2 separate regions of the Mus musculus genome follow, and region 2 is linked to region 1. The links are chromatin contacts, called in public HiChIP or PLAC-seq maps. All regions are on one chromosome and are shown on one strand. Each heading gives the region's core, a stretch centred on a gene start, on an enhancer-like site or on the middle of the called end of the contact. The rest is flanking DNA. Distances are from core to core; before and after follow the strand shown. Region 1 overlaps Epha2 (Eph receptor A2). Region 2 overlaps Spen (spen family transcription repressor).

Region 1 (4,453 bases), core at 1,088-3,587:
ATTCGAACTCATGACCTGGAAGAGCAGTCAGTGCTCTTAACCACTGAACCATCTCTCCAGCCCCCTAAGATACTTATTGTTTGTTTGAGACAGAGTCTCACTATATAGTCTCACTAGCTTGGAACTTGCTTTGTAGAACAGGTTGTCCTCAAACTCGTAGAGCTCTGCCTGCCTCTACCTTTGGAGTGCTGGGATCAGAGGCGCGTGTCACCACATCTGGTTTATGGTCAAACTAGAGGTCCACGTTGGCTAGCACTCGGTTAACTTTATTTTTTGTGTTGTTGGTGGTGGTCCACGGAGTTACCTCCTAAGAGTGGACTCCTCAACTGAGCCACACTGTTCTTAGGGCCGTGGAGTCTCCTCTTACATCTGGAACCCTAGCCTGCCTAGCTGTTGGTTTAGAGGAGAGTTGCTTCTGGGGTCAGATCTTCAACCTGCTTTGCCCACGAAAGTAATTACATTTCAGTTTCTTTTTCTTCTTCTTCTTCTTCTTCTTTGACCATTGGCCTTGGCTTCTGAATCTGGGGATCTCATGTGGGTCCAAAGCCTCAGGTTCCCCAATACCTTGCTCTCTGAGCAGGGTGATAGGGCTTAGCATTTACTTGGAAATTAAAGAGAAACAGAATCTTGGGTCTTGGCTGCTGCACATGCCAGAGAAGTAGGAGTGGCTGGTGGAAGGAGCCCGAGGGCCAGGCCAGGCCCTGGCAGTTCCAGACTGATTGATTGATTGATTGGTTGATTTATATTCATATGCATTGGTGTTTTGACTGCATTGTCTGTCTTTGTGAGGGCGTCAGATCCTCTGGGACTGGAGTTACAAGGAGGTCCTCTGGGCTCTTAACTGCTGAGCCATCTCTGTAGTCCCCTCCTGATGCCTCTAGAGATGAGATAGTGTGGTCCTGGCACCTGATCCCTCTGGGCCAGGGGGAGCCCCCTGTGAAGGTTTCCTTCCATTCTTTCCCATAGGCACTTCTCCCAGGGTTAAGATGATTTTCCCAGCGACGTGTGGCTTTGGGCCCCTCCTAGACACCTCCATGCCTTCAAACCTTTAGTCCTTCACAGTGACTGTGGTGGACAGATCCCCCAGATCTGTCCCCTCTTGTCAACAGCCTTTTCTTTATTTTTTTGGGGGGGTGGAGTGGAGTACAGAGTCTGACCATGTAGCCTTGCTGGCCTGGAATTGACTATATAGACCACGGTGGGCTTGAACTCCTAGAGATCCACTTGCTTCTGCCTTTGTAGTGTGTGCTGCCGCCAGGCCAGGCCAACAACCCATTCTTATGGAGCACGTAAATGTATGTATGTACCCTCTGCTACTGTGTATGCTGGGTGGCCCAGATTGGGTCAGGGTGTTCTATGCCAGGGGGATGTGGCAGAAGCAGACAGTCTTGTCCTCTGTGACCTGCATGAAGTGTTTGTTCCCTTGTTCGAGGAAGCAGATGGGGCAGTGGGCTATCATTTTATCCCATTCACCCCACACACTACCCAGCTGCCGGTCTCCTGCTGTGCCCTGACCCAGCTGGGGGCTGAGGGAACACCAGAGCTGAAAGCCTGGTGACAGGCGGCTGTGTGACAAACTGAGCCCGCCTGCTTCTTCTCTGGTCAGGCCTCTCTGGTCAGGCCGTGTGTTGATTCTGGGGCTGGGGTTGGCGGGGTGTGGAGCACACACATCACCGCACGCAGGTTCTGCTGTGTGCCGTGCGTAGCCCCTGGGAAAGCCCTGGCTCACTGGTCCTTCCCCCATCTTTCCCACAGTTGTTTTGTTGGACTTCGCAGCAATGAAGGGAGAGCTCGGCTGGCTCACGCACCCCTATGGCAAAGGGGTGAGTAAAACTTCAGGGCTGAGGGAGGGTGGGAAGGAGGGCTGCACATCCCAGGAGAGATGGAGGATGGGAGCCTGGAGCAGACTCTGCGGGTCAACCAAGCTTCAAACGTGGTGACCTGGGCCGAGGCAGACTGCAGCTGGGTAGAAGGAAGGGACTGTTTGTAGGTGGCCTAGCTGGGGAGACAGCTGAGAACCCCAGCAGTGGGATGCTCCAGTGGTCCTGCCTGCCTCTCGTGGTTGCGGGGGAAGGGTTAAAGGCTGCACGGGGTGAAGAGCAAGAGATACAGGACAGTGACTTCCTGCCTGGGGCCCCTTCCCTCCTACTCTGCCTTACCCTCCACTGGGGACATCTCCCTTCCTGCTATGCTTTCTGGTGGTCCTGCCCTGACCTCAGATTCCTGGTCCGAGGGCTGTGGACTTTGGGGAAGATACTACTTACTGTGCTATGAGCCTCAATTTCCCTTGGGCACAATGCACCCATGATAAGTCCTGGGACTCTGAGACAGGGAGAGGGGTGTGTCCCTAAGGGAGCTCTTGGGACAGAGCGTATAGCTGGCCAGGTCTGAGTGACTTGCATCTATCCTGAGTCATGGCCTGAAGTATAGTTTTGAAAAGACTTCTAGGATCCCGGAATGTCCAGCTGGAGGCTGGAGGTAGATAGCCTTATCCAACCCAGTCATTATATACAGTGGGAAACTGAGCCCCGGGCGGGCACTCGGGTCTTGGCCAGTGTCACATAGGATGACAGGTCAGACCTCCATCTTTATTTATTTACTTATTGATTTTTTAAAAAAAAATTTATTGTATTTATGTGTGTGCACTGTCACTCTCTTCAGACACACCAGAAGAGGGCATCGGATCCCATTACAGATGGTTGTGAGCCACCATGTGGTTGCTGGGGATTGAACTCAGGACCTCTGGAAGAGCAGTCAGTGCTCTTAACCACTGAGCCATCTCTCCAGCCCCTACTTGCTTTTTTTTTTCTTTCCTTTATTCACACATTTGTTCCTCTGAGCCCACCCTAAGCGCATATTCTTTGCCAGAGAGGCCCTGGGGATTCAGAGCCAAGTCAGTTGCTGTTCCCATGCTGAAGAGTTCAGAATACAGCCCTGGGAGCCAGGCTTGTGTTACCGTATGCTAAGTTCTCCAATGATCGAGGGGGCGTGGAGCTCATAGGGGCACACAGCCCCACCCAGGCAGCTTGGAGGAGCCTCCAGGGGCGGGAGGGACCATCCATTGTTTTCACTTACTGTATCTGTCAACACCCATGGCACACAGCGATGACCCTACACGGTGACATGATGCTAGCTGTTGCGTATGGTTGTAGCCCTGAGCGCCACGTTCTGGGCTCAAGTGTTTTGTCATGTATGCTCATAGCAGTTGTGGAAATGGGACACTGGGATTAGAGAGCATAAATGGTGCAGGTGCCCCAGACTCTAGCCCCGGCCCACCGATGGGGAGACTCAGTACCCAGACATTAGGGCCAGAAAGACCCACAGCCATGTCTTGGGCCAGCTGCTTTTGGGTCTCCTTCCTCTAGGTCCTAGTTTTCTTCCCTGTAGAATGAAGGCACCGAGAACCGAGAGTCAGGTGTGGTGGTACATACTTGTCACTTACACACTTCAGAAGTAGAGGCTAGAAGATTAGATGTTCACTGAGTCATCCCTCAGGACACAGTGAGTTTGAGGCCAGCTTGGACTACATGAGACACTGTCTCAAGAGAACAACAGCAATACAGGAGAGGGGGAAAACTGAAGCTGTGTCCTGTGGGACTCAGTCCCTGCCTTCCCAGACTAACAGTCACCTGTCACATACACACAGTGGGACCTGATGCAGAACATCATGGACGACATGCCTATCTACATGTACTCGGTGTGCAACGTGGTATCCGGCGACCAGGACAACTGGCTCCGCACCAACTGGGTGTACCGGGAGGAGGCCGAGCGCATCTTTATTGAGCTCAAGTTCACGGTGCGAGACTGTAACAGCTTCCCGGGTGGCGCCAGCTCATGCAAAGAGACCTTCAACCTCTACTATGCAGAGTCAGATGTGGACTATGGCACCAACTTCCAGAAGCGCCAGTTCACCAAGATTGACACCATCGCCCCTGACGAGATCACGGTCAGCAGTGACTTCGAGGCTCGCAATGTCAAGCTGAACGTAGAGGAGCGCATGGTGGGGCCCCTTACCCGGAAGGGCTTCTACCTGGCCTTCCAGGACATCGGCGCCTGCGTGGCGCTGCTCTCCGTTCGCGTCTACTACAAGAAGTGTCCCGAGATGCTGCAGAGCTTGGCTCGCTTCCCCGAGACCATTGCTGTCGCTGTCTCCGATACACAACCCCTGGCCACGGTGGCCGGTACCTGCGTGGACCATGCCGTGGTGCCTTATGGGGGCGAGGGGCCTCTCATGCACTGCACGGTGGATGGCGAGTGGCTGGTGCCCATCGGGCAGTGCCTGTGCCAGGAAGGCTACGAGAAGGTCGAGGATGCCTGCCGAGGTGAGAGGGGGTTCCTGGGGTGTCAGGGAAGCCCGACTGGGGTGGGGGGCTACGGGCACGTGATTGGAACACCTTAGTACATTGGGGATGTGGTTGCTCCGTGGATGCCTCTGCTCTCGGGTGGTGGTCCC
Region 2 (4,403 bases), core at 760-3,259, 210 kb after region 1:
CATCACTCTCCACTGCTTCTGCTTCCTCCTGCCTGGTAACTAAGACCCCCATCTAAGCTTTCCAGCTGGTTCTGAGCTGTCTCTGAGAAAAGCACAGAGCCCATGGTGCTGCTCTCAGTGGAGAGCCCTGGACTGCCAGGCCATCGCTGGCTTGATCTCTTCCATGAGTTGTCACCCTGGCTCTCAGCACACTGTTGCCCACCCATCCCCAGGCAGGCACCCTCTGGCACAGCCAGCTTTCCTTCTCCAAGGACCTAACTAGCCACTGCAATCCTGTTCTGAGCTTACAGGTTTTGATGGGGCTGGTTTGGCTGGCTGGTTGGTTTTACAGCAGAGCAGGGTGGTAAAGAATTGTGGGTTTGTGGGTCTTTTTGTTGTTGGTGGTGGTGGTTTGTGGGTCTTGTTGTTGTTGTTGCTGCTGCTGCTGCTGTGTGTTGCAGAACAAACCTTATGCATGTTAGGCAAGCACTCTATCATGTGAGCAAGCCCAACAGTTGCTTTCTCAAAGTACACATCCCATGAGCTACCTCTCCTCTAAGCCCTTATGTGTGCATCTCTGCATAAAGAACCAAGCCCTGGGGTGGGGGCTGGAGAGGTGGCTCCGTGACTAACAGCACTTGCTGCTTTCTTTAAAATTGCATGTATATGAGTCCACTGTAGCTGGACAAATGCTCTTGAGCCTTCAAGTGGTTGTTGGGATTTGAATTTTTGGGACCTCTGCTCACTCCGACCCTAAGATTTATTTATTATGATACATAAGTACACTATAGCTGTCTTCAGACGTGCCAGAAGAGGGCATCAGATCTCATTATGGGTGGTTGTGAGCCACCGTGTGGTTGCTGGGATTTGAACTCAGGATCTTCAGATGAGCAGTCAGTGCTCTTACCCACTGAGCCATCTTGCCAGCCCCCACTTGCTGCTCTTGCAGAGGACCTGACTTCCGTTCTGAGCACCCACACAGTGACTTATACTGCCCATAACTCCGGTTCCAGGATACACAACGCTATCTTCTGATCTCTGTAGAAACTGGGCATACATCACACACACACACATATATACATATACATATACATATACATATACATATACATATACATATACATATACATATATATATGCTGGCAAAACACTAATACACATAAAAAAAGTAAACCTAAAAAAATTATATTTTAAAGAATAAAATCCTAAACTATTAGCATGTTTACCCAGGCATGGTAGCACACACCTTTAATGCCAACACTCAGGTTACAGAGGCTGGTGACTGAATTTGAGGCCAGCCTGGTCTCCACAGTGAGGTTTCAGGTCAGTCAGCGCTACAAAGAAAAACCTTGTCACACACAAAAATTATCTAAATTATCTGCTGGTCTCAAAACATTCAGATCATTGCTTTGCTCACAAAAGTGCTAAATTCAAACGCCTCTCCTCATGTTCTCCAGACTCCAGCCTGACCAACGCCCTCTCCTAGCTCTCGAGGTTCTCCCATCATTCCAGACATGGATACCGAGCACTTATCACAAAGCAGCTGTCACACTGCTAATAATAGAAAGAAATCAATAAGCTAATATGCTAGGCTCAGGTAATGAACTAAAAGCAAAATATGGCTGAAATATTATACCAGGCCCAGCTGAAATAAACCAGGTCCAGCTGAAATATACCAGGTCCAGAAAATACCGCTGCTGGGAAGGGAATTGTGACCACAGTCAATCTTATGTTCCCTCTGTGTGTACACGCGCACACACGCGTATAGTTAAAGTATGTACATATTTGTAAATACACACACACATTTCCTTATTACTATACATGAAAGGAAACCAGTAGGCCAAGAAATGTATTAGAATCTCTTCAAAGGGGTTAAATAAACAAGCTGAAGACCGGACTCAGTTGGCAGCCGGCCTGCCTTGCACGCACAGAGTCCAGGCTCAACCTGAAGAACCACACAAACCAGGCATGGCACCACACACTTATAATGTCAACATCCCCACCCCATGGAGTGCTGTCCTCTGGTAGCAGGCTCCAATCCCCGCCTCCCTGTTATCGTGCGCCTTACCAGAACAAATCAGAGCCGTGCAAAGAGCAAAGAACACAAAAGTTCTCCATTTCAAACACAAAACACCGTGAGTCAGCTGGTCAGAAGTGACCTTCTGACCCTCCTGCTCCCGTCCCGTCAACAGGATATCGTGGACAAGGTCACCTGACACAGTTACCTCGGCATCTCCCTGCTCACCCACTTTCTCCCTGAGACTTGGTCCCTGGGTCCTTTCCAGGTACACCCTGCCCTCCTCCATGTTCAGACTGTCAGAACACAGATCTGAGAATCTATGTGCAAAGATCAGCTCCTCGAGCATCTCAGATCACACGTGCATTTACGCTTTGCTTCTCGGCCAGACTGGGTCCATTGCCTTCAGTATAAGTTAGCACAGGGCCTGACTTTATGGACTTTCCTGATAACAACATCAACATCCACACCACACACACACTTCCAGTCGAGCTCTGATCCCTGAAATGCTAAGGGGTTCCTTTAATGGCCAAGTTCTAGAGAAATGAGAAAAGGAGAAAGTGAAACAAAGCAAGATTTTATAATCTGTTCATAGGATTCAAATGAACTTCACCCATTCTTCATCCAGCTAACATGCCAGTCCGACTTCTTCGGCTTCCTAAATTAAGTACCAACTCATTACATGGCAATTTCCTAATAGTGAGAGCATAGGTAAATTAAGAAGATGAAGCTAGGGGCTGGAGAGATGGCTCAGTGGGTAAGAGCACTGACTGCTCTTCCAGAGGACCTAAGTTCAATTCCCAGCAACCACACGGTGGCTCAAAACCATCAGTAATGGGATCCGATGCCCTCTTCTGTATTGCAGGCATAAATGCAAATAGAGTACTCAGAGAGATAAATAAATGAATACTTAAAAAAATAGATGAGGCCAGGCAGTGGTGGCACACACCTTTACTCCCAGCACTTGGGAGGCAGAGGCAGGCGGATTTCTGAGTTTGAGACCAGCCTGGTCTACAGAGTTGAGTTCTAGGACAGGAGGGCTACACAAAGAAGCCCTGTCTCGAAAAACCAAAACCAAAAAAAAAAAAATGAGGCTACAAGTCTCCATTTGACTAGTCTGAATTCGGCAGTTTAGGAAACCTAAGAGTTATTGAATTGCATGGCCATTTGCTTCTCTTAGATGTAAGCACATGATACTGAAAGAAAATTCTGGACTTTTTAATCAGGTCAAAGAAGCTGTGTGTTCTAGGTTTATAATACATGCCACTCAAATTTAAACACAGGGCCCCTTGTTTAACAGTCTGAATAACGACAGAGAGAAGAAACGCATGAAGCCTGCCAGCGGCCATGAAGCAAGTGGTGGCTGCCGACGAGGCGGGGCTTATACTCTGACACCGCAGTAAGCAACATCACTTTACTATTCACAATAAATAAGAGTATTTGTCGTCGAGCGTGGTGGCCCACGCCTTTAATCCCAGCACTCGGGAGGCAGAGGCAGGCGGATTTCTGAGTTCGAGGCCAGCCTGGTCTACAAAGTGAGTTCCAGGACAGCCAGGGTTACACAGAGAGACCCTGTCTTGAAAAAAAGAAAAAAGAAAAAAAAAAGAGTATTTGTCTTCTGGGAATCTGAGGTTCTTCAGCTATGAGGAGTGGCAGACTGGAATAGGGTCTTTCTGTGCAGGCCTGTTGTGGGGGTGTTATAGGCGCAGGCTGCCATACCTACCTCTTCAGTAAGGTTCGCATAAGCAATGAGAAAGCAGAGGCCCAGACGTCACAGGAAGACTATCTAGTGCCACCTAAGGATTGTACCAGCTACTGAACTCTACTTTCAAAACATAAAGTTTTGGAACAGTTTGGCTTACAGCCTAAGCCTACGTCTCCTTGTTAACTACCTTCAATTTATTATTGTTATCTCTAACAGAAAACCCCTTCAGATCCAAAAGAGCCCAACAACTGAGTCTCCGCAGCCTTGAAGGACAATGCCGTAACTCTGGGGGAAGAATGCACTTCTACAATTGATAAAGCACACTGTGGTGTTAAAATATGCTTAAAGTTGATTGACTTGCTGATAATAAACAATGGATTCCACCAACACAGTTAACCAAACAGCTTTCAGAAACATCTGGCCCCATGGAGAAGCTGACTCCACACACTTAAGAAGTTAAACTGAAACTCCAGAGATCCAGGCTCACGCCTCTGTCTCACCAGACTTCCATCCCTAGTTCTCTTCCTTTCCAGCAACTGAATTTCAACAACAGCTCTGACAGACCATCACTTAGACTCTGGTTAACTGCATGTCACTCATTAAACACAAAAATCCAAGATTACTTTCTTTAAACATGAAGTTAGTATTTATTTAAACATGAAGTTATTATTACATAAACATGAAGTATTATGGCCATTACCA

Evidence for each region. HiChIP or PLAC-seq counts read pairs in DNA pulled down with a chosen protein or histone mark.
Region 2: a FOXA1 HiChIP or PLAC-seq map of pancreatic cancer cells shows a contact between it and region 1. The contact joins two enhancer-like sites. A contact is called at or near these places in 2 of 115 datasets of contacts at active chromatin or transcription factors (embryonic stem cells and pancreatic cancer cells) and 1 of 9 other capture datasets (liver).

What each region holds. Positions count from the first base shown.
Region 1 is chr4:141,304,759-141,309,211 of GRCm38.p6, forward strand. It overlaps Epha2 (Eph receptor A2), which reads left to right. Exons shown (of 17, transcript NM_010139.3): 2 at 1,756-1,823; 3 at 3,647-4,322. Among named protein-coding and RNA genes, the nearest start is that of Epha2, 5.8 kb to the left of the region's middle. Within about 2 kb of position 2,338, at least 26 of the 459 cell types and tissues checked have an H3K27ac peak or open chromatin away from gene starts, as enhancers often do. A contact at or near this core is called in pancreatic cancer cells, where this site is marked.
Region 2 is chr4:141,512,367-141,516,769 of GRCm38.p6, forward strand. All of the region lies in intron 3 of Spen (spen family transcription repressor), which reads right to left. Among named protein-coding and RNA genes, the nearest start is that of Gm4123, 21 kb to the right of the region's middle. Within about 2 kb of position 2,010, at least 30 of the 459 cell types and tissues checked have an H3K27ac peak or open chromatin away from gene starts, as enhancers often do. A contact at or near this core is called in pancreatic cancer cells, where this site is marked.